Regions from separate parts of the Zea mays genome. Here region 1 is linked to region 2. Evidence: chromatin contacts called from public Hi-C data. All regions are on one chromosome and are shown on one strand. The core of a region is the stretch at or near the end of the contact, and the rest is flanking DNA. Distances in the headings are between cores, read along the strand shown. Region 1 has its middle 39 kb from the start of LOC100383391. Region 2 holds the start of LOC100304023.

Evidence for each region. Hi-C and Micro-C count contacts between places; a contact is called where the count stands out from the background.
Region 1: a contact with region 2 is called in a Hi-C map of leaf, with 4 times the contacts expected there. The contact joins the enhancer-like site here to the promoter of LOC100304023 in region 2. A contact is called at or near these places in 3 of 25 Hi-C or Micro-C datasets (ear and leaf).

The regions. Positions count from the first base shown.
Region 1 is chr7:137,833,983-137,841,022 of Zm-B73-REFERENCE-NAM-5.0, reverse strand. No RefSeq gene overlaps it. Among protein-coding and RNA genes, the nearest start is that of LOC100383391, 39 kb to the left of the region's middle. Within about 2 kb of position 2,907, at least 18 of the 20 cell types and tissues checked have an H3K27ac peak or open chromatin away from gene starts, as enhancers often do. A contact at or near this core is called in ear and leaf, where this site is marked.
Region 2 is chr7:137,529,980-137,537,023 of Zm-B73-REFERENCE-NAM-5.0, reverse strand. LOC100304023 reads right to left here and starts at 4,643. Exons shown (of 2, transcript NM_001372410.1): 1 at 4,497-4,643; 2 at 3,232-4,221. The coding sequence starts at 4,511. The coding sequence ends at 3,721. LOC100279774 reads left to right here. Exons shown (of 3, transcript NM_001152732.1): 3 at 1,480-1,944. The coding sequence ends at 1,743.

The sequences.
Region 1 (7,040 bases), core at 1,658-4,157, 310 kb before region 2:
AACCAAACGAAACGTACGAGCAGCTGACCGGTGGGCCAGAACAGGGGGAAACAAAACCCGGCAAGAACTTGCCAGCTATGCCCACGAGGGAGGTGCCGCATCCGTCCGTCCCCGCGCACATGCCGCGGTCCACGCCACCCGCACTGTTGCCGCCGAGGACCAGCCAGCGTCGGTGCGGTGGAAGGTGTCGGAGCCGACGACACAGAGGTGGGGGAAGGCGTTGGATCCGGCGTCGTTGATGTGGGGGAAGGCGCAGTATGGCGCGACGGAACTGCGGGCGACGAGGAGGAGGCGCTGCGGCAGCGAAGATGGTGAGGCTCGGACGGCGCGTACCCGAGGGAGGTGGGAGCCGCCGCCGCAGTCAGTCTTCGTCGGGAATAGAGCTGGATGTTGTGCTTGACCCCTCCGCGTCAACTGAATAGGAGACCACTGCCCGCGACAGGACGGCGGGCGTTCGGGAGGCCGTTGCGGAAGCGACGTCGGCGGCACGCGCGGGAGGCAGTTGCGCGGGCGTAGGGGAGCGGGGATTTCGCTGGCGCGTGGGCATGTGGGAGCGGGGCAGTCTACACTGCCCCCTTAATAGTTAGTAGAGATTTCCTTTTTATTTACTCTAATATTTTTTTTGGATTTTCATATAGTATAAATGAGATGTTCCATGGTTATGTTCCAGTGTTCACATAATACTCACGAGATGTTCTGAGATATATTTTAGGTTGTTCAAGTAGTATCATACGATATTATTATTTTTTATTTTCCTTTTTTACATGTTTTTCCTTTTTTTTTACTTTTGCCTTCTCTTATGTTTTATTCGGTCTTTCGTTAACTTGTTTTCCATTTGTTTAATTTATTTGTTATTTATATTCATATTATTTAATTCTTTTATTTTTACTCTATTGTTTATTTATTTTATTTAATCTTTTCATATTATTAGTTTGAAATTGGAATGGAGCGAGTATATTTTAGTATAACATTATTCTTGCGAGGGTGGAATGTGTTTTCCTTTGTTTTAAACGGTATGATGCAATTTCATAGTATATTTTCTATTAGATAAAATATTTATCTGGTGTGGTCGTTGAGAATGATTTCATTAGGCCAAAGGTTTGTGTTCGATACACCCTGCACACTATTTTTACTTGTAATGTTTCCTTTTTCTTACCTTTACTATTTTCTTCTTTGATTCATAAAAAAAAGTTATTTTCAGCTTTTTTCTATGTCCGGAACGCACCGATACCCGCGCAGGGGCGCAGGGCGCGAACAAGGGCGGCACCTGCGGGAGCTGGAGCTGGGCTGGGCCAGCACGGGGCGTGAGCTGGGCAGACAAGAACGCGCGAGTTGGGCTGTGCTGTGGGACACAACCACGTTCGTCCCGCCGTTCGCTTATGCTACAGCTGGAAATGTGGCTGTAGCCCGTGAGTGTAATACCCAATTTGTAAGAGATTATATAAAAGAAAAAATATTTCCTTTATGTATATGTGTATATTGTATCTACTTATCATCACATGTGAAAACCTCACTTAAACAAATAAACAATTAACAAAAGACACCTAAACAACCTATGCATCATGTTGGATTTATTTGTCTGTGCATTTAATACCAGCAATATTAATAAAAATGTATTATTATCCAAATTTAAAGTTGACCTAAGTTACACTTAGGAATTTGGAACATAACATAGAAAAGGAGAAGAAAGAGAAAGAATATATAAATTTATATATATTTATATATATATATATATATATATATATATATATATATATATATATATATATATATATATATATATAATATGTATCTTCAAAGTCAGTATTTTTGGCACAATATAAACCTAAGTATAAAATGGCCACAAGAATGGAATTTAAATTTTAAATGAGTTTGAAATTGAAAATGAAGAAAAGAAGGTGGGAAAATAAAAAGAAAAAGGTCAAAAATGCTGTTTGGGCCGGCTCCTAACCAATTCGGCCCACTACACATGCTCTCCCCGCCAGCCCAACGTCGCCATGGCGGATCTCACTTGCGCGTGGGGCCCGGCTGTCAGCCGCCAGCTATTTCTCGCCCGTGCCGCTCTCTTCGCCTCTGTCGCTGGCTCTTCGGGCCCACTTGGCAGTTGTCTCCTACCTCCGTAACGAGCGGGGACCGAAACAGACGGATCCGCGGCGTGTGCGAGAACTCCGGCGACCATCACGGATCTCCTTGACCAACCTATCTGCGCGTCGTCGGGGGATAAATGGGGCATCCTATCTTCATTTTTTTCTTCCTCTATCCACCTCGGCGCCTCGTAACCAGATCGGAGAGAAGCGAGAGAGGAGAGAACTCTGGCGGCCGCCGCACTCGACTCCCCACCTCCGCTGACGGTCGGTGGTCGGAGAAGGGTCGTGAGGGCTCACCATCGTGCAAGGATCGGGCAGACGCGGTTCATCGGGCGCAGACATCGTCTGGTGTGGGTGAAATCGCCCGCCGGACTTCGGCTCTCACGGCCGAGCCACCGCGCAGCGAGGACGAACTTCCTCGGAGCCTAATCGACGGTAAAATCACCGTGTATACCCTTGTGGTTCTATTGGCTTCGTTTTGCACTAGTCAGGATGGGTAATGGACAACCCGAGAGCGCGTTTGGATTTCTCCGGCGAGCCTTTGCCGTGCGCGCTGGGCGTCGCCGCCACCATGCTCGTCCGTAGTCGGAACGGGGCTGTGTGCCGTCGGATCCGGATTCGATGGCCTTGATTAGACCTAGGTTACCGGTTCAGGGAGAAATGATCTTGAGCGTTGATAATCGATCGTGCGGGTGTGGTTTAATCTCACTTCATAAAATCTTGACCCTCGGATTAATATCAGACGATCGTAGCTTCATACCGATTTACTATTGAAAACTTCTAATCTGTGCCGTCTGTAGTGGATCGAGCGGCCGACACCTCGTGATACCCCTTCGCTAGTGTAGACTTGCATATAGGCCCCCAAAATATTTAGGTATCAACCCGCCGTCCCACGCACTGTGGGCGGTGTCTCGGGATTCTTGCGGGGTCGTCCCTGCTCTTTCCGGTATTATTGTGCCCAGTCCAGACAACAGTAAAACCATAGAAAATAAAACAGAAATTAGTTTTTAATGCATAAATAAATGCTAGAACTTGTTTAAATTGTAGAAAATTCATATGAACTCCAATTTGGTCCATTCCAGTTCCTAAATTTTTATAATATTATTGTCTAACCATTAGTGTCTCTGTTTTAACATGAAAGATGATTTAAAATTTATCTAGCACTTAACCTTGTATTAAGCACATAAAACATTAGAAAATCCATAACTTAAAATCTATACCTCCAAATTTAATGATTCCAGTTCCTGTGATCTTATTTTAATGTCTAGTTTATTACTGTATATTCTATTTGCATGTTTGATGTGATGTTAATTTATGCTATGCTATGTATGTATTGTGTTGATGCGAGTAGACGAGCAAGCCACTGTGGAATCTGAGGTTTAGCTGGTAGAGACTGCTAAGTAGGAGCTCGTTGAAGGCAAGTTGTGCCCTTGATCACTTCTTTTACCCATTCATGTTCTCATTATTCATAATGATCTGCATAGGTTAATTTTGATGGGACCCAATAGGATACCTTAGATTTGACTATCTTTATACCTTGTTTCACCACTGGTTTTACTACTAAAGTTTTGGGTAGTACATGCTATTGCTTTATGTGGATTTGGGTATAGAGCTATTTATCACTCATGATTACACTTTTTGTTATCTGTTCATTATTTTATGTTCATGATAAGATCATTATGTTAATGGGAACATGGAGAACCACCCGGGAAAATAGTGCTACCACAAGGGTTTAATGGGACGCCCTTGGCTGATTAACTAGGAAAGCTAGTGGAGGGCTACCTTACCCGAAAGGGGCAAGGGCAGTAGGGGAGTGGTCAGTGTAGGGAGGTCCTTGGGTTGATTTTGTTGCGATGGCGGTCGGGCGAGGGATTCCTGCACTGGACCTTCCTATAAACTGTAGTGGGTAGTCTGAAGCTAGTGGAACTTTGTAAAGGCCTCGTAGTGGTACCCTGCCTCGCTTCGTTGGTAGAGGTGTATGGGGTCTGATCAACTCCGTGGCAAATGGGTAACACGACTTGTGGGTAAAGATGCGCAACCTCTGTAGAGTGTAAAACTGGTATACTAGCCGTGCTCACGGTCATGAGCGGCTCGGACACTCACATGATTAAATTATGGAACTTAAATTCAATTTTGTCATTTGCATTGCATGGGTTGTTATTAATTTTGTTCTATTACTTTACTTATGGTTTGGTATTTACTTACACTTAGTAACTGCTAATAAAATTTTGACCAACTACTTAAAAGCAATGCTCAGCTTTAACCCCTATCATTGATTAGCCTTACACATCACATGAACTCACACCTTTGTGAGTTTATGTCCACTGGTTCCCCACAACTTGTTGAGCTATGATCATGTGTGAGCTCACCCTTGCTGTCTCACACCCCCCACAGGAGAAGAACAGGTGGTTCAGGAGGAGCCACAAGGCGAGGAGTATGATCTGATCTAGGTGGCGTTTCTCAGTTGACATCGGCGCCAACGATCCTTAGTTCGTTTTATGTTTATTCTTTTATTTTGTAATAAGTCTTCCGCTATGTAATAAATACTCTGATGTTTTATGACATTTAACTCTATACACTCTGTTATTATATATGTTGTCTTCTTGGCGCATGTATGAGATGCACCTGGCTTTGTTCCTTAAAGCCAGGTGTGACAGAAGTGGTATCAGAGGAAATGTTGACTGTAGGACGAAACCTAGATAGAAATGGACAAAACCCTTACCTACTTACCTCATTCTGATTCATTCTATACTTACCTTACTCTGATTCTTTCTACACTTATCTTGATCTTGTCTCACCTTCTACCGTTCTACTCTGATCATTCTTACCTTTTCTACTCTGAATCAAGATGGATTTCACACCTTGGAATCCCTACCCCCATGACATTTTTAAGAGATAGGAGGCCTAAGACCAAATCAAAACTATTTTCTATATTAAAAATGTTGTTTGATTCTGATGAAAAATGTCTGATTTGCTTCTTTGATTGATTGAGATATTATATATGGACATCTTAGTATGTACCACTATAAGGTAATGAATTAGCTATGGTAGGTAAAACATTAATCTGCTTAGCTAATAAATCTCCCAAAGTAACACGATTCGTAATTACTGCCTTGTCTTCTGCTCTCTCTTACCTTATGTATCTAACTCAGATGGTCAATACCAGGAGGGGTGGTGGAATTGATTTGCCTCCTAATCGACACACTCGAAGGATATATAGACAACCTCAGCCACAGCCAGCAGAGATGAATCCTCCTAATCCTCCACCAGGCGGAGTTGATCCACTGATTGCAGCTCAGATGGCGGTGATGCAGCAAATGGCGGACACTATGGCTGATATGCGTGCCCAGATGCAGCAAGAACGCCAGGAGATGCGTCAGGAAAGAGAAGAGATACGCCAGGAGTTGCGTCAGGAGAGAGAAGAGATGCGCCAGGAGAGAAGGGTGCAACAACAGCAGCTGCAACAACAACTTCAACAACAGCAGCAACAACAACAAGTGCCATTGCCCCCCCCACCACCAGTTCCACCTCGTGATAAGCACCGAGAGTTTATGAGTCATAAGCCATCGACCTTCGCCAGTTCGCCAGATCCACTTGATGCAGATGATTGGTTGAAGTCAATTGAGAAGATGCTCAACATCGCCCAATGCTCAGACCGGGAGAAAGTTCTTTATGCCTCAGGTCGTCTGACAGGTCCTGCTGCTGATTGTTGGGATTCTTATACTGCTGCCCATGATGCTGCTGATACTATTACTTGGGCAGAGTTTAGTACACAGTTCAGGAACTACCATATTCCAGCTGGTATGATAAAGATCAAGAAGGAGTTTCTGTCATTGAAGCAAGGCAACATGTCGGTAAGCGAGTATAGAGACAAATTCATTCAGTTGTCGAGATATGCTCTGGAGGAAGTTGTTGAGGATGAGAGGAAGCAGGAGCATTTTATTGAAGGACTTAACGGACCCCTACAGTATGCACTGGTTGCACACACATTTCCATCCTTTCAGAGGCTACTGGATAAGGCTCTTGCTATTGAACACAAGCGTGTTCAACTGGGTGATTTGAAGAGGAAGGCTATCTCGCAGGGATAGGGTAGCAGCAGTGTTCGTCCCCGCTACGTACCGCCACAGGGTACACCGACTCGACCAGGAGGACCACGACCAGTTCAGTATGCTCCACAGGGATCTCCACGGACACCTCCTACTCGTCAGGCTACTCCCACTGGCACCCCGACGAGGTCTGCAGGTCAGAAGACCGGCCCTACATGCTTCAAGTGCAGTCAGATTGGGCACTATGCTAATGCTTGTCCGATGGGAAATTCTGGTACACCAGCTAAGAACAAGCAACAGACTCCTGGCAAGGGATATTCTATTACCAGAGTTAATCAAGTCAGCGTTGATGTTACTCCTGATGGTGCGGACATCGTACTTGGTATGTTTTATGTTAATGCAATTCCTGCAACCATATTATTTGATTCTGGTGCTACACATTCATTCATGTCTGCTCGTTATGCCAACACAAATGAGATACCACTGCTAAATATGAGAAAACCCATGATAGTAATCACACCTAAAGGGCCTATTGAGGCAAATCAAATGACACGTAGATTGACATTAACCATTATGGGGAGAGAATTTGGAGCTACCGCTATAATATTAGAGGCAAGCAGTATAGATCCGATTCTTGGTATGTCATGGTTAAGGAAGGCAAAGGCCATTATAGCATGTGGTAGAGGTACTATAGAACTCACTAGCCCTAAAGGAGAAACATTTCAAGTTAATATTGTAGTAACCACCTCATCCAAACGTGCAATGTTCTTTATACCTGAGGAGTTCGTTGGTGAAAACATCCGGGTGGTTAGAGATTTTCCGGATGTCTTTCCAGAGGAGTTACCAGGGATGCCACCAGATAGGGAAGTTGAGTTTGTGATTGATCTTCTACCTGGAACTACCCCTA
Region 2 (7,044 bases), core at 3,394-5,893:
CAATAAGTCGGGGAGCGATATCCCCAATCCGCTGCCCATCCAACCATCGATCACTCCAGGGTAGAAGCTCCATTTCCAATCTCAGAATGGTATTTTGTTCACTACGCTCTTTCCAGGTTGACCTTTTGTTTCGCCTCTAGTGTGTCCTCATAGCTGTTCATGAATTTAGTTTGTTATATATATAGTTGTATCTTCCAACACATGTTACAGCTATTATGTCTTGGTGTATGTTTCATGTGGCCATTTTTTTGCTGTCTTTGTTATCACAACCTCAAAATATAATGAACTTGCAGCGTGTGAATGGAGCCAAAAACCTGTGTGTGTAACGGAAGTGAAACAGTGTCTTGTTTGTGTGTGTGGATTCTTGAAGTGACAGTTATATCTGATCAAATTTCTATTAAGGTTGAACTTCAGTGTCATGTTATGTTTAATTGATCTCATGATGAGATGCGTTGGTTGGCTAAACCTACTGTTTAAGGATTTTGATTCCATTGCCCTCAGCATTTTGTAGTGGGCACATCGCGAAAGGGCCTCTAGCCTAATGGTTAAGGACTTCCGAGTAGCACCTCCAAGGATTCCTCTCGGGGGCGAATTTTCAGGCTTGGTTAAAAAAAATCCCCTTGTTGTACCCCCATCCGGTCTCGGGTTACGATGTTCTGTGCGCCACCCTCCGGTTGGGCCGTTGCAGAGTGGACGGTTGACGCCGGTCCGTTAGTGATGGAGGGCCAGGGTTAGGGGATTTTTTTTGGCCGGAACCATTGTTTCGGTCTCTTCTTAATATAATACCGGGAGAGCGATCTTTCCCTGCCCGGCCGAGTTTTTTGTAGTGGGCACATCATTGTGATGAGATCCTTTAGAAAGTCTTTAAACTGATTGTTATGTGGGCTGTTTTTCTTAATTTTGTCTTAATGCATGAGTAAACGGGAGGAACAATAAGGTGTCTTCAATTTTGAGAGTGCTAGAGTGAGACAGTGGGTACTTGAACCCAATTAGATTCTTGCACTCTACCATTAGCCCATGGCTGTGCATGTTTAGTACATGATTTGTACTATCTTTCTGGTGTTCTGGAAGTCTGGAGCAAACAAACGACCACTGTTCTTAATTCATTTTGGAACTTTAGTTTTGTTGCCTGATACGATCCTTGTTGATTCTTCTATTAGTGAGATGAGAAAGACGAAACAACTTTTGTCTAGTTATTGTGGATTCATCTTGGTTGGAGCTTCCATCAACAGGAGCCAGTACCTTGTGTTCTTACCTGATATGGACCAGAGTCTATATATTGGACGAAAAGCGGCAATATATTGCGCTGCTTTAATATTGTTTGAAACACATATCAAACAAAATATGTCCCCTTTTACCTTGCATGCATCTCAGTTTAGAGATCCTGCTGAAATATTTATCTTTCCTATACAGAAGCTCCATTTATGTATTGGCAATCAGTTCTGTGCACGCTTGAATACTTACCTGTCGACACTGCAGGCTGTTGAGCGCATGTCGATCGAGAGACAGAGGCAGCTCCTCTTCTTCTGGACCTCAGTGAAGTATTTACCATCGGACGGCTTCTGTGGGCTGAGCTCCAAGCTTTACATATACAAGACGTCCGATTCACCTGACCGGCTCCCGTCGTCGCAGACCTGCTTCTACCGGCTCTGCCTCCCTCCCTATACATCTATGAAAATGATGGAAAACCAGCTGCAGAAGATCACGCAAGAGCATGTGAGCTGCAGCTTCGGTGCATGGTAGTTGCTGCTGTTCTGGATTGATTCTGAACCCGGTATATACTGTACATATGGTAGGCTAGTGACACCTTAGCGTCTCGTTGAGTCCGTTCCTAGAGCTTGAGGAGGTAATATGTTGTCTTTCTTTTCCTTTTGTACGTATCGTGGGTTAGTGTTCCGACACTTTCATTTAATTAATCTAATGCAAAAGGAATGGATAGGAAGCAGGTTTATTGATCCCTCGAATTGATAGGAAGCGGGTTCCTTTGTTTTCTAAACCATTGTTTGGATATTCTAGTATTCACCCCAGCCCCAATCCACATGCACTGAATTGGATTAGGGTGTAATTTAGTTTAAGTTACACTTCAGGGCCTGTTCGTTTTGCTCTCAATCCATATGGATTGGGTGAGATTAGATGAGTTTCAATCCCAAACAAATCAAAATCTTTCATAATTTTTTCCAATCTCATTAAATTCACATGGGGATAGGAATAACCGAACAAGTCCTCAATCTATCTCAATACACATGGATTTAGGTGAATACGAGAGCATTCAAACAAGTCCTAAAGGGGTGTGACGGTGTGTGGTCCAGCCGGTGGCAGTAACGTAATCACACGTGCATGTAGCTGCATTGAGCTGGCTGCTGAGTGCTGATCTGACACTCCGATTACCAGTGAACGGCTGGTGGGCTATTCTAGTTGATCCGTTACCGAGCCAAAGCACGCCATCGATATTTTTTTCCTCTAGTTTTCATTTTATAAAGCTGGCATACATTTGTAAGCTCTCTTGTAGAAGCATTCTACCAGTTTCCAGCCGATTCTCGAACGTGTTTTGCTAGGGACTGAAGCTCATGTGAACCATGGCAATGGCAGTTGTTTTCTGATGAATGGACGGGCCAATGCTTCCCTGCCCTGCGCTGGGCATCTGGAACTGAAATTCTGAACCACAACCGTATCTTGATTGTGTTCCGGAATTCTGAATCACAACCATCTAGTTTGGGGCCTGGAATCAGACATGTGTGTGAGCGTGTCCAGTTGAACTGAACGCACGCTGGTGCGTTGGACACCTCTCCTCTTCGCTCCGGACCTCCGGGATGCTTTGCGCGAACCGCAGCCGCAGCCGCAGGACAGGAAGCACGTTACTGACTGACATGCTGTCATGGACCGTCATGGAGTAGTATGTCCTTAGCGAATCGCCATGGGCCATGACCGAGCGAGCCTACCCGAGACCGTCGGCAAAGATAGCAAGTCGGCACCGAATCGGCTGCCGGTGCCAGGTGATGGAGACCATTGACAGAACAGGCTCACTGGTCACTAGCTCCGGCGGACCACGTAATAGTCGCATGAGCGTCCTATCCTATAGATGCGCCGTTGAGACCAATGACCCGGCTTGACGACATGTTGGAATGTTTGTGTAGGACCGAGCTGCTCCTAGTCCTAGACCTAGGGTGGATCCGGCGTTCTGCAACGCTGGCTGCTCCACTTTACAGTTTACACAAAGCTTTGCAGGTTTGCTGATGAACGACTGGCTCTATTATTATATAAAGAAGATCGTATCATCACACAATGACACAAACAGAATGCAGGGAACGTAACCAAAGAAGACGACCCATACCATACCCAAACTGCCATGCATGAGAATAGATAGACAGAAAGAACAGGAACCAACCAACACAAGACACAACAAGCTGCAGCAGCGGCAGGCATGGGGCACCGCGCCACTGACACCGGGCCCCACCACCATTACCACCCGACGCACACTTTATTTAGCCCACGTCACTCGCAGCCCGCACCGGACACGTCCACGCGACAGTCACTGCTAGCTACGTACCGGGCTACGTACGAGACACACACACACACAGAGAGAGACGCCAGTAATAACCGTAGCGTACTGAACAGCAAAATCCCGTGTCATACTGCCATGTACGCGCGCGAGCGACTACCCCGCCACGCGCGCACGCCGATCCCCTGGGCCCTGGCCGCCGCCGCTGCGTGCGCACGGCCTCACTCGCTGGCCTTCTCGGGCTCCTCAGGAGCAGCAACCTCCTCCGCCTCGGCGGCCGGCTCCTGGGGACCAGCAGGAGCAGGAGCCTCCGGCTCGTCCGCGGCGAGCTCCTCGGGAGCAGCAGCCTCTGCCTCGGCGACCGGCTCGGCCGCGGCGGGCTCCTCGGCACCAGCAGGAGGAGCAGCAGCAGCCTCCTCCTCGGCGGCTGCCTCCTGCTCGGCCGCGGGAGTCTCCTCGGGACCAGCAGGAGCAGCAGCCTCAGCCTCGGCGGCCGGATCGGCCGCCGCGGGCTCCTCGGCACCAGCAGGAGCAGCGGCCTCGGGCTCGGCGGCTGCCTGCTGCTCGGCCGCGGGAAGCTCCTCGGGATCAGCAGGAGCAGCAGCCTCAGCCTCGGCCTCGGCCTCGGCCTCGGCGGGGGCAGACTCCTCGGGCACGACGGCCGGCGGCGGGGTCTCCACCACGGGCGCTTCCTCGGCCGCCACGACGGTCGGGGTCTGGACCTGCACACGTGAACGGCGCGTAAAAATCAAAGCATATACTCCTACATCTTAGCGCCACACTTAATAGTAGCGTCCTCCATTTGTTAACATAGGATAGGATCCGCACGTCCATCGCTGTACGTCTCATCGAAGATGAGCGATCGACCCGACGGATCATCGATGAGACAGAGACCATTATTCATATATATAGGTATTATTCGGATCCAAACGATCCGTGCACATCAACACATGTATGTATATATGAATCGAAGACTAAGATCGATCGATCGAGCTACCTCGGCAGTGGCCATTGGTGGCGATGAGAAGGCTGATGGCTACACGAAGGAGTGGCGCGGCTAGCTAGAGCCTAGAGCTAAGAGCCTAAGACTGAGTGAAGGGTGGAGCTGCAAGAGTGAGCGACCAGCTGAGAGTGAGATCGATCGAGCTTGGTTGTGTGAGGCAAATGCCGTGAGACCCGGGACGCTATATATAGAAGAGGAGAGGACCGGGCGCGGCGAGGCCAGAACGGGGAGAACGCAAGGGCTAAGCGCAGTCTGCCGGGTGGGTTTTTTTTTTCTCTCTCTCTCTCTCTTTTGTTAAATCCCCGGCCCCTTGATCTGTCGCTCGTATCATGATCATGACTGGGAATCTTGAGGAGCTGTACAGGTACACACATGAACATGCCACGCAGTGCAACCAAAAGGTGGCCATGAGTCACCCTCATGCGTGACACATGGGAAGGGTCCAAAGCGGGCGGTGTGTGTGCACGGCGTCTTGGTCTTGGTCCTGGTCCTTTCACGCAGCACCAGCGGCGCGTGAGGTGAATCTGTGGGAGAGACGGTCGATTACAGACCGATGGATGCTGTGTGGTTTTTGCATGCATCTCTCTCCAGGTCCAGGCTCCAGCATGTGTGTCCGTGGAGACAACAAGCGCGCGTACCTTTTGGGAGCGGAGCTGTAGAGGCTTCATTGCATGTGCGTCGCACGCTGGCTCGCTGCGCTGGGCTGCGCCTCATTGTTGCTGCACGCTGTACGCCGTCCTTGGCGTCGTCCGTAGTTAAATTGAGCCAAATTAAAAATCAGCGAGGGGACATTTCGGCAGCTTTGGTTACGTACGGGGAAGAGATTGTTGATTCGCGTTTTAATTTGGTCGTACGTACGAGATTATTAGAGGCGCGCGGCAAAGGAAGACAGCAGGGGGCCCGGTTGTCGGGTTAGCTGTGGCCGGTGAATGTGCCTCCTTTCCACTGTATCTGTATGACATTGAGCCTACTACTATCATGTGGTTTTGGAATTCGGCGGAGGGGCTAGATCAGCAAAGTTATTAGCTAAGTCTATAGCTAACCTCTCCTTTTTTTTGGACGCTGGATCTATTGCAATAATAGTATAATTTTGTTTCTTTTCTTGCGTCCCTTCTGGTGTGACGTGTGAGGTGTCGATTCGAACTTCGAGGTTGCCTATTTACACGCTGTTTTGTGATATGGGTGCACAACTGCACGTCACCAAAAAGCAACGGTCCAGAGTCCAGACCAGTGCGATTAATCGACAAAGAAAAAAGGCTTGTTTTCTGTGTTACCTAGTCGATTATATACACGGTGAGAATTAGAATTGCATCTCGAATTAGTCATCAAGGACAAGGCTATATGTGCCACGATGGGATAATAATCGGGTCATGATATTGAACCCTACCTCCTCGTCGTTGGCTGAACTGGACGAACGTACGTACGCAAAATACTATGGAGTATTCGCGAGTTTTTTCTTTTCTCGTTTTAACAATTATGTCTTTTTTTGGAAATCAGGAGGGGGCTGCTACTGTAATTTTTTTATATTAAGGTGTTCGAACATAGATATAGCGAGAATTATGTTACAGCTTGATGAGAGAGTATAGATGATGAATAGGGAGAGTAAATCTACGCAAATGTACTAGCTGCTTAATAGGAGGAGCTTCAACAAGTAATTTTATGACATCCTTTTATTATTATTATTGTTGTTGTTGTTGTCGTCGTTGTTGTTATTAGCAAATATTTTCCTTGAGAATATATAATTTCTGTCATTGGCTCTAATATATCTTGAAATTGAACACTTTACCGTAGTTCAATCATATTGGTGCGGCCTTGAGTTCGACAATGACAAAGCCATAAATTATACTACTTCCGTTCTCCAATATTTATCGTATGCTAGTTCATTTTTAACTAAACCGCGACAAATAAAAAAGAACAGAGAAAGTATTTAATCCATCATTTAAAACGGTAATACCTCTTATCCTTATCCTTGTGTCTCAGTGGAGTGGCAGACAGTTACATGGACAGGAGTGAAAGGGACAGATCAAAATTTGAAGAAAGGAAATTTCTTCTTTTATTTAATTAACCAACAAACACACCCAGTCATCATGTGTTTCGATCATGAACTCCATAGTGTGCCTTGGATATGTTCTCCCTCTGTCCTCCTAATATAAGGAATAACCACTATATATTTATTCTAATGTCATAATATAAGGTGTATTTTCTTTTTAGACATGCATATGTCGATGCAATAGTATATAGAGAATTACATACAATTTTTGGTCTTCGAACTAAAAGTGGTTACGTGTTAAAAACTAAGACGGATAAAGTATTTATCGAACTCATATGAGTATAAGAACATGAGAGGTTGATTTCGTCTAATACATATCTAACAGTTGTAAGACATAAAGAAGACACAAAGGATGAAGAAACTTGTAGGACGTGTTTGGGAGCAAGACTGTTGAAGGAATTATCGGGGCGTTTGGATTTCTTCATTTTAGAGAAAGTGGAATTCACTCAATAAAGTAACTTATTTAATTTGGAATTGTACATTCCACCACTT